Linked DNA regions of Mus musculus: region 2 is linked to region 1. A link is a contact called in public Hi-C data. All regions are on one chromosome and are shown on one strand. The core of a region is the stretch at or near the end of the contact, and the rest is flanking DNA. Distances in the headings are between cores, read along the strand shown. Region 1 overlaps Atp2b1 (ATPase, Ca++ transporting, plasma membrane 1). Region 2 has its middle 17 kb from the start of Gm34983.

Region 1 (5,511 bases), core at 1,023-3,522:
CTAAGTAGATCAACAGAATTGGGGGGGAAAAGTATAGTTTATCTTAGAGGTATGAATAGAAGGTAGCTATGTAATTCAAGCATTTTGTTAAATTTGTTAAAATCAATGCCTTAAGGTGCTTAAACTTTTTTAGTTTGAAAGTAGAAAATTATTCACAGTATTTGTGAAATATGAGACTTAAGTAGAAAAATATCAGTGTATTTGGTATTAAAACCAAAACAGTTCAGAGTACCAGCTCACAAAATATTTGTAGAAAATAATCTGCTTTGAGTTATTCATGCAAATTACGAATGAGTAATTTGCCTATTTAGTCCAGGAACTTTTGGATCAAGATGGACATCCAACAGTTAGTTCATGAGTCAAAGTTCAGGTCACAGTCTCATAAAATAGTGACTTACAAAATTGACAGCAGGATCATCATCCCTAGCATCCCAGAATTTAGAAATATGTTTTCCTACTGTGTGCTGCATCAATTGAAGACTTTTCTGAGGTGGAGCCCAGCAGGGCCCATTTTAAGAGCCCTACAAACATTACCAATAAGTAGACAGTGGGGCTGAGAAGTACAGATCTGCAGTACATAGTAGCAATAACGTTAAAATTTATCATGTTTGTTAAATCGAGAGGTTGTGGTTTGTTGATTCTGTAGGTACATCCTTGCGAGATTAGGCCGGTCTCCTCATAGATGTGGGTGTCACACCAGTCCACTGGATAAGATTCTACCAACTTACCTGCTTGTAAAGCAAACGGATCTCTAGTTATCGTTAAGATATCTGTGCTTTAGTTCATTGCCATTGAGATCTTGATTATATACACTAAGTGCTGTGTTGTTATGAGCTTGTAGTCTTAGTATGTGCTGGAAATGGAAGTTATCAAAAGCCCAGAGATGTGGTCGAATGGCCAGTCTATGCCTCTGCTTCAGTTGAGGCTGGCATACACTTTTATAGATGAAAAGTTCGTGGGAATACGGGTTGCGTTGAGGGGAAGATAGAGAAGCTTTTTTTTCATACTTTCTCTGAGCCCGACTGCTGTGTGTGCTTTAATTGTGAAATTCTGAAATAAGAGAAAAACAAAATTCTTACACTTGCACTTGCAAGTAGATTTTTATTATCTAAAAGCCAATCTCATTTTCTGTGACTAAGACCAGATGAAAACAGTTACTATCACCCAACCCTGCCCCACTGGCTTCCCTGACAGTTGTTCAGGGAGCAGAGCAGGCTGTGGAAAGTGAAAACATGCGGCCAGAGAGAGACAACCGTGTGGTGGGAAGGAGAGTCCAGCGGTGGAGGGATTAAAACAGCAGCAACGTCAAGAGTGGGGCAGTGGCAGAGAGTAGCAAAGGTTGCCAGGAAGTCAAACAAGGACTGTGTGATCTTCAGGTTCAGGACCATGGATTCACCGGTCATCGAGAAAGTAGTTTCTCCTGCATAGGAGAAGCTGGAATGGAGGGAGTTGATCAGGGAGAGAGAGGGAAGAAAACCGGAACAGTGCGTTTCAAGGGATTGTGGCTACTTGTGGGGTTGGGGATTGGGAGTTTTATACCATTGTTGCTTAGGAGCCCTTGCTAAGTTAACTCCTGTACTGATCTGATATATTTCTATTTGGCACGGTTAACTTTAACAGTTTATCCCTCCAATAAGCATGCTATATCCTCCAAGCTTTATGAAATACTAAAGCTCAGAATTGTTGCTTGGCCTGCTCTCAGTGATCTAGGAGCATTGTTCAAAATGGTTGTCAGTAGTGTATAATTCATTTGAGACTCTCTGAAAATGTATGTATGGATGGATGGATGTATATACACCCATGCACATATTTTTTTTGAAGCCGGGTCTCACTGTGAAGCCGTAGCTGGCCACTCACTGTGTAGACCAGTCTGGCCTTGAACTCCCAGAGATCCTAATTCCTCTTCCCCATTGCTGGGATTAAAGGCACGGGTCACCAAGCACAGCCTGAAGTACTTTTTACTCTCTACTGTCCAAAAGGATTCAGAGGGAAATAGAAACGACCCATCTTTATACCAAGATGGCTCGAAGACTCCTCAAATGCTAACCTTCTCGGAAATTAGCACATATTTTAAACATGTGGTAAGGTTTTTTGGCTGGTCTGTTATTGAATTGCCATTACTTTATGCAGAGCTGCCTTTTCAAATAGATCACAGCTCAAGGCACAAACTAAAAGCATTTCCACTCAATAAACATTGAGCCCTCACTGGATCCCAAACACAGATGAGGGTTAAAAATCAATAGGACAGATCCTATCCTGGGGTCACAGGTCACTGGGAAAGACAGAGAGAGGTGACTCAAATCGTTACAGATTTGAGAAAACAGCTGTGCTGAGAGAGCAGGTTAGGTCCTCTTCTGTTCTAAGAATCCGCCCCCGCCTACCCTCAGACATTTGCCGAAGCATTCATGCTGGGCTTACTGCTTGGCGCAGCTGCAACTACTTTTACAGTACCCGATCTCTGCCTGGAATAGTCTTCTAGGAGATAAGTAAATTACGGAGGGAGTGAGAATGGTAGGCAGGAATCTTTGGAGATTGATTAATCGGGCATTGTGAACAGTACTTGTTTTCTGTTGTATCAGATCTGTGTAAATGAGATCCTGCTTGGACTCTGTGTGTGTGTGTGTGTGTGTGTGTGTGTGTGTGTGTGTGTGTGTGTAGAGAGAGAGAGACAGAGAAAGAGACACAGAGAGATGGGGAGAGAGAGGGAGAGAACATGCATTTAATAGGAATTAACTTCTAACTAAGCTATGTAGACTTTATGTTCTTTTAGAGTTCTTTGAAAAACATAAAGCAGAAGTTCTGAGTCATATTAAATTTGATTTTTCCCTTGGCTTCCTAATTCCTAACCCAATTTCTAATTGATTTAATGAAATAATTTGGATGCGCTGTAATTTGTAAAGGAAGCTCCACCATTCGTGATTTTAAATTATGTGCTCTCTCTGAAGAGAAACACTGTAGTATCAGACCACATGCTCTTGCCACTGTTAGAATTATATCTAATAGTTGGCAGTAAGGTACTATCACTTCTTAAGAAGAAATATCTCGGTTGTTGAAAGATTTCGGGTTTTTAGGGCAGGAATCTGATGGAAGGTGTTTTGCACTCCTGCAGAAGTAGCTATGGAAGTAGTGGAAGGATTATAGTTTTCTTGCTGAGACACAAGACGGCGTAGAGCATTTCTTTCCTTTTCGTAATTTTTCAGTGGAGCAGGCAGTTGGTCTGGTCTAACGTGTAGTAATTATCTACCGCCCCCTCAAGGGACCTTTAAGGCAGCAGTTCTGAACCTCTAAATCAAGACTCTATTGGGTGTTTGTCTTAGGGTTTTACTGCTGTGAACAGACACCATGACCAAGGCAAGTCTTATAAAAAAACATTTAATTGGGGCTGGCTTACAGGTTCAGAGGTTCAGTCCATTATCATCAAGGTAGGAGCATGGCAGCATCCAGGCAGGCATGGCACAGGCAGAGCTGAGCATTCTATGTCTTCATCCAAAGGCTGCTAGTGGAAGACTGACTTCCTGGCAACTAGGGTGAGGATCTTATGCCCACACCCACAGTGACACACCCATTCCAACCAGGTCACACCTATTCCAACAGGGCCACACCTCCAGATGGTGCCACTCCCTGGTTCAAGGATATACAAACCATCACAGTGTTGAATGACCCTTTCGCCGGAGTCACCGAAGACCATCAGAAAACCCAGATCTTTATATTTTGATGCATAATAGTAGCGAAATTACAGTTATAAAATAGCAACAGAAATCATTTTCTGGCTGGGGATCACCACAACCGGAGAAACTGTATTAAAGAGTCGCAGCATTAGGAACGCTGAGAACCACAGCTCTCAGGGGCTGAGGTTCAGGTTGTCCACACTAACTTGAATGTAATTGAGGAAGACTGACAGAGCAGGCTGGTTCTCTAAGTTACAAAGCAGCTATGGATAAAATGCTGGTCACAGAGAGAAACAGTTCCAGAGGCCAGTGATCCGTCTCTTGACTGCCTATGGGGGGGGGGATGGAATTGATTTTATGCCGATACACATGTGCATGCGTATTCCACACATGCTGAGAGAGAAGGGGAGTTAAGACGGAATTCTCTTCACATGTTTCTTTTGTGAGAATATGTAAAAGCCGTAGTCCCAAACTATTTTTGAGTCCCTTGATCTATCTAATGGCTAAGTGTACAATGTTGTGACAGCTATTTCGCTGGGTGGCAGGTAGACATCAGCACATTGTTAGGACATGTACCCTGACTTCAGGCTTAGCCGTTTCCTTTTGTTTTACTAATTCAGTGTTTACTGTGTGGTGATCAAGAAGTGTTTGGCTTCAGCATCTGTAAAATGGGAAATTAGATTTTATCTCCCATATCCCTTAAATTATATGACTCCTTCATAACTGTTACATAGCAAAGTGAGGGCTTGTGCTTGTTGTTAATATTATGCTTATATTATGTTAAAAATATGTAATATTATTCCAGAAAATTGGTGGTTTTGTGATTAAGGTTGACACCTTACTATTAACTTGATAATGCCAAGTAATATCAAGTTAACACATATTTAGCTTTGATAAATTTGGCCTTTGCCTTTCATATATGCTCACACATTTTTATACATATTTGTAAAGTTATGTTTTGGAATTAAATATAAGATGATCATACATGGGTGCCAATTAAGTTTCGCCTCATTCCCATCTGTCTGTTTGGATCCTGATCCGTTATCTAACATGTTTTCCGATTACCCAGCTTTAAACTTTTATACACTGGATAAGCACACTTCTCACATCTTCAGCTCACCAGCATCTGTTTAGAATCATCAAAGAGTTGGGACGCCCGTTTAGAAGACAGTCTTGTTGCTGACGTTCTTAGTAATAACAGCACATGTTTTTGGCTAGAGGAATCTCATGTTGGTATATGTATTAAAATCATTTCATAGAATGTTTTATATAACTATATTTCATTTCATAAATCACTTAGCTCTTCCCTTTTATTTCTTGTAGTTTGTGTAAATGATTCTTACAATCTGGAGTTACCACTATTGGCCTTTATTGAATCTAGCTAACTTCCATACTGCTTCCTCTGCGGTCTCTTTTAAGTCAGTCTACCTTGTGAAAGAAGGAATTGAGATTGTGTTATTAACAGCGCTGTCTCTTAGCTTACTGAGCAGGTGGACTTCACAGCCACCCCTTCGTGTTCTCCTGTGTCTGCCCATTCCTAGGAATGCTCATGTGTGGGAAGAATTCACCTAGATTTCCCCATTTGAAGATTATAGCTATTCTTGCCCTGTGTCAGGCTACAGCTGTTGTATTTCCATAAAACCTATGAACAGTGGTTTAGTTAGAAGTGTCATTTACTTTGGGATATATTTTATAGGCTAAGTGTCCTAAATAGAGTTGTGTGTCTTCTTTATGACATCACCTTTCTGACGTATCAGCTTCCACTTAAATTTTTTTTTTCTTAAACCTTTAAAATGGAGGATGAAATGTCTTTGAAGAACAAAGAGGATCAAAATAGACGATC
Region 2 (5,654 bases), core at 498-2,997, 480 kb after region 1:
TGCTGTTAAACATAGGCTTGGATAAATATATAACAACATTAATGTGCCAAATAGCATCAGACAGAGTTTTCATTGCAAATATACTCATCTGAGGTCTGTGTAATTATTTTTCTCTCCCTTAGTCCTTATAAAACCACCGACTTATTTATTTAATCCTATTAAATAATTTCGTCTTTTCCAGAATGACATCACATTGGAATCATATGGGACGCACCCTTTCATGTTGGTTTCTTTCACTTTATCACTATGCATTTAATGCATCCATGTTTTTTTTTTCCAGTGTTTTGTTTTTGTAGCCTTAGGAAGCGGAACCTAAGCCTTCGATATGCTAGGCAAGAACTCTCCCACTGAACTGCATTCTAAGCTTGGTATTGGCTCATTTTTTTTTTAAAACAACTGAGTAAATCCCCACTCTATGTATCAGAATTTATCTATTCACTGATGAGGGACTGCATCTAAGCTTTGTTCCACTGAGTGTGGAACATTCATACTCAGGTTCCTGCATGAACACACGTTTTCAACTCCATTTACTGAGCACCAAAGAGTGACTGGTGTATCATACAGTTTGTGTTTTGCACGAAGCTGCCAAACTGTCTTCTACCATGATGGTACTATTTTGTATTGTCCCAACAATAAATGAGTTCTTGTGGTCCACACTTTTGTAGCAATTTATAGTTGTCAGTGTGTTGGGGTTTGGCCATTCTCACTGTTGCTTCAATTTTCATTACATTGGCGTCAGTAAATACACGGCATGTGTGGAGATTAATATTTACAAATGCTGCAATGAGGAATGGAGAATCCAGTTAGCAGAGTGCTAGCCTTGGCAAGCATGAGAACTTGAGTTCAGCTTCCTGGCACCCACGTATAAAGCTGGGTAAATAGATTGTGACTGTGATCAGAGTGCCAGGAACCAGCGACTAGGATGGGAAGAGGAAGGGACCTGGAACTTTTGGGTTCCAAATCATGGAGCCCCAAGATTGGTGAGAGATCTTGTTTCAAAAGTATGGCGTAAAACAGAGGTTCTTGACCTATGGATTGCAACCCCCTTTAGAGTCTAATGACCCTTTCATGGGGGTCACATATCAGATACCCTGCATGTCACATATATACATTATGATTCATAAGAGTAGCAAAATTACAATGTCCATCTCTAGCCTCCGTGGGTATACACACACACACACACACACACACACACACACACACAAACACACACACACACACACACACACATACACACACACAAACTGCCATAGTCATTAGGCATTGAAATTGCATTGTTATTTCTATGTAGAAACAAAGACCTGAATATTCATAGAATGATAAGTATTATTGTAGCCCTAAATCATTCCGTTCTTCTTTAATCGAAAAGCAAAACAAACAAACAAAACCAAAGCAGAAATCCTTGAGATGAACTCAGTACTGAGATAGTAACATGTCAAAAAGAAGGGACTAATGAGATTAGTGAGGATTGTTTTAGTTGAGTAATTAATAAGAAGGAGTGGGGGAAAAAAGCCTATCTTCAGTCGTAGCACTCAGGGCTGGTTCTTTGATCCAGAAATGGATGGGAGTAAGTAAAAAGGGATGTTCCCTCGGTAGCTTGATGATTTTGGCAACAGTCCAACCAGTGTTGCAAGAAAGGAAGCGGCCTCAAGATGAAAATCTCTTACAGGCTGGCATCTGCCCAAAGCTGAGATGTTGACAGAGAAGTGCAGGCACACCCCAAAACATCCTGATTAACTCGCAGGTGTTGTGCAAAACCCAGTGGGAAGAGGAAGACCATACTGCACCCTAGGCTGACTCTGCTGGTGGCCCTACTGGTGTGAAGAGTGCTCGATAGGCTAGAAACCCTAGGATGGTTCGGTGTTTCTGTTGTAGACTGGAGCCTTTCTCAGAGACGCATAATCTTGTTGATCTAGAAAGGATTTCGCAGAACAACTTTCCCAGTGGAATTTAGTTGTCCAGAAATTCCCTTCAAAAAATATCTCATAACACTACGCTGTATTCGGGTAGAAGGTATGTTAGCAGTAGAAGTAACTTCATGAGTTCAGTTTCAACAAATTCACTCATCACAAAGCCGATAAACCGAACGAACCAATGCTGTAATCAGAAGACGTGAAATGAGACCCGCTGGGACATGATTTGTATGGAGTATTTATCATCTTATTTGTTTTTGTATTATTTTCGTCTCTTTATACATCATGAAACAAATTGTGATCAGCATGAGATGTATTTGCGAATGGGAGGTCTCAGCAATCACCTTGTTGTCTTGTGGGTACCCTGGCTGTAGGAGAAATCTTCCTCCTGAGATCAACTGAAACCTGAGTCAAGTTGGAAATGCCAAGTCAATGCACCCAGCACTAGCTAGCATAAAGCTCTGCTGAGGTTTTGTTTATTAAACATTATGATAGTATTGTGATAGCATGCTAGCGAAAAAGTATTATTTAAAAGGTTAAAATGGCAGCCTTGGCTACCACGTTGTGTTTAAACCTCAGCTTGTTTAAATCTCATCTGGAAAGCTCTCCCATGGAACCTTAGAGAACGCTGCAGGCCGTTGGAGGAGCTGTGGTCATTATTTCTCAAGAACTAGAGTGGGCAATCCGACAAAACAAACAAGCTCAGTGCTGTTAAAGAAAATGATTTACGTTCCTTTCAGGACATGTCACAATGAGGACTGCACTATGGACTTCTCGAGCGCTTTTCTGTTTGATTTTCACGCAGAACGAATGGAACACAATGTGTAATGTTCACTAATTGCCAGTTTTATTCTGTTAGCATCTTCCTTAGGATGTGCCTAGGGGCCCAGCGATCTATTTTATTCATATGTCTTTCACCAGTTAGGTTTAAAGTCCCTTCCTAAAGTGGCCAAGCTCCTGTGTTTTCCTATTGCTGTGAGCATTAAGTAGGGAATTAATTTGCACACAGTAGGGAACTGGTTACTTACTGATTCTGCATTTAAGCTGTCTGTGAACTTATTCTCAAGCAAGCATTTACTATTGTAATGTGTGTGGTGTGGGGTATTATGCTAATGAATATTGTCAGTACATAGACTGACTCATCTATAATTTTGTGTAAAATATCATAAAACCATTTTTTATGGACTATTAACTAAAGGAGCAGGTGTTGAGTATTCACTGTTGTTCGTGTTCAGCGCTGATTCTTTAGAAGGTTGGCCTTTTGGGCAGTTAGTATACAGAAATATAAGAAACAACCTTATCAGAGATAGCTATTGGTACTGTTCTTCATTAAAATAGGCTTTTGATGGTTACTATAATTCCTTTGTAAATTGACTGTTCCTTTGCCTAATTTATCAATGCCATTCTGGTCAATAAACCTAATAATGTAATTTTTACCATCAGTGTTGTAAATAAAAAAAAAAACAATGATAATTTGTGTTTGGTTGAAAGAATGAGTCAACAAGTCGTGTTTATATATTCATACCATAAGGACAGCATTCACAGACTGAATGGTATGCTCATTTTAGCTTTACATTTTTTTTGACATTTCTTAAGGTTCCTAATTTCTTCAATTTACATTGTCATCTTTTAAAAATGTTTTCAATTACAAAGTGTCAACTTTAATTTCTCTTTGCATCTCTTGGGTGCCTCTTTGCTCCATCTGGACTGGCTGTTCTTTTGAACACTTAGCAGTTTTCATTTCGAGACTGATAATTTTATTATCCTGAAGCCATTTCTTGGCTTGAAAAAATTTGTTTGGGGCGGTTGGTTTCCTGCCTCCTTTTCCCAGAAATGATTTGTGAAGTGTGTTCCCAACTGCATGGATGTATAGGAAGTCAACGTTGTGAGTCTTTTGATATCCTTATGTGAATAATTGCAGTCTCTTTAACATTTAAAATACAATTAGTCCTCTATGTAAATATTAACAGGGGCAGAAAGCTTCATTTATTGTCTAATTTCATCTGATCACGTAACCCCAAGCTTTTTGCCAAAATGATGAATCGTCTTCGGATGCATTCAGGAACATTGTGTAATCTCTGTAAGATTATCATGGATGCCTGTGAAAGGATCAGTGTGCTCCCTGCTGCCAAAGTGAATCCCATGCTTTTATGTCCTCAGAGTCTCTACCATGGCATCACGTTGGAGATGTCTTTGCAGGTTCCTGTTATTTTGTTCCTCTTTCTTGGTTTACTCTCTCCATTAGTTACAGAGGAAGGGACCGTGGGTGACACAACTTTTTTTGAGGTCTTCTGTGTTTGAAATCTTTTTCTTTTCTTTTTACTCTTAAAAAAAAAAAAAAACCAAAAACAAACAAACAAACAAAAAAACACCTGAGTGCCGGACCAGGGATCGTGCAACCAAGGAAGAAACAGCATTGTGGTGACACCCAGCGCGTACACCTGTGGCGCATCCGAGCCCAGCAGGGGATACTTCCTGGAGGAATCTCTGGAGGGTCCAGTTCACTGTGGCTGAACAAAGCCTGTTCCTGCGCCCAGTCCGCGGGGGACTCTTGAACAATAGAGACCCCAAGACCACCGAGCTGATGGCATCTTCCACTCCTTCGCCTGCAACCTCCTTGAACGCTGCGGGAGCAGATCCTAATACTACCAACCTGCTCCCTACAACATATGATACTTGGTGTGGATGCATCAGAAAACTGGGCCTGAAGATCTGTGGCTTCTTGCAAAGGACCAATAGCCTGGAAGAGAAGAATTGTCTTGTGAGCGCCTTCAGGGAGAGACAGTCCCCCAAGAACCTGCTTTCCTGTGAAAACGGTGACCCGGGTACCCGCTTCCAGCGCACAAAGACCAACTTCTCCAATTTGTTTGCTCAAGATCTGCTTCCAGCGAAGAACGGGGAGGAGCAAACTGTGCAATTCTTGCTGGAGGTGGTGGGCATTCTCCTTAACTATGTCCTCAAGACATTCGATCGCTCCACCAAGGTTTTGGATTTCCACCACCCACACCAGTTGCTGTAAGGCATGGAAGGCTTTAATTTGGAGCTGTCTGATCACCCCGAGTCTCTGGAGCAGATCCTGGTTGACTGTAGAGACACCCTGAAGTATGGGGTTCGTACAGGTCACCCTCGATTTTTCAACCAGCTCTCTACTGGTTTGGATATCATTGGTTTAGCTGGTGAATGGCTGACATCAACTGCTAATACCAATATGTTTACATATGAAATTGCACCCGTGTTTGTTCTCATGGAACAGATCACACTTAAGAAGATGAGAGAGATCATTGGATGGTCAAATAAAGATGGTGATGGGATATTTTCTCCCGGGGGAGCCATATCCAATATGTACAGCATCATGGCAGCTCGTTACAAGTACTTTCCGGAAGTCAAGACAAAAGGCATGGCGGGTGTGCCCAAACTGGTCCTCTTCACCTCAGAACACAGTCACTACTCCATAAAGAAAGCCGGGGCTGCTCTTGGCTTTGGAACAGACAATGTGATTTTGATAGAGTGCAATGAAAGGGGGAAGATAATTCCGGCTGATTTAGAGGCAAAAATTCTTGATGCCAAACAAAAGGGATACGTTCCCTTTTATGTCAATGCAACCGCAGGCACGACTGTTTACGGAGCTTTTGATCCAATACAGGAGATTGCGGACGTATGTGAGAAATACAACCTTTGGCTGCACGTGGATGCTGCCTGGGGTGGTGGGCTGCTCATGTCCCAGAAGCACCGCCACAAACT

What was found. Hi-C and Micro-C count contacts between places; a contact is called where the count stands out from the background.
Region 2: a contact with region 1 is called in a Hi-C map of liver, with 2.2 times the contacts expected there. The contact joins two enhancer-like sites. A contact is called at or near these places in 1 of 39 promoter capture datasets (liver) and 1 of 484 Hi-C or Micro-C datasets (liver).

What each region holds. Positions count from the first base shown.
Region 1 is chr10:98,959,924-98,965,434 of GRCm38.p6, forward strand. All of the region lies in intron 1 of Atp2b1 (ATPase, Ca++ transporting, plasma membrane 1), which reads left to right. Among named protein-coding and RNA genes, the nearest start is that of Atp2b1, 48 kb to the left of the region's middle. Within about 2 kb of position 2,273, at least 34 of the 459 cell types and tissues checked have an H3K27ac peak or open chromatin away from gene starts, as enhancers often do. A contact at or near this core is called in liver, where this site is marked.
Region 2 is chr10:99,439,549-99,445,202 of GRCm38.p6, forward strand. It overlaps the pseudogene Gad1-ps. Among named protein-coding and RNA genes, the nearest start is that of Gm34983, 17 kb to the right of the region's middle. Within about 2 kb of position 1,748, at least 73 of the 459 cell types and tissues checked have an H3K27ac peak or open chromatin away from gene starts, as enhancers often do. A contact at or near this core is called in liver, where this site is marked.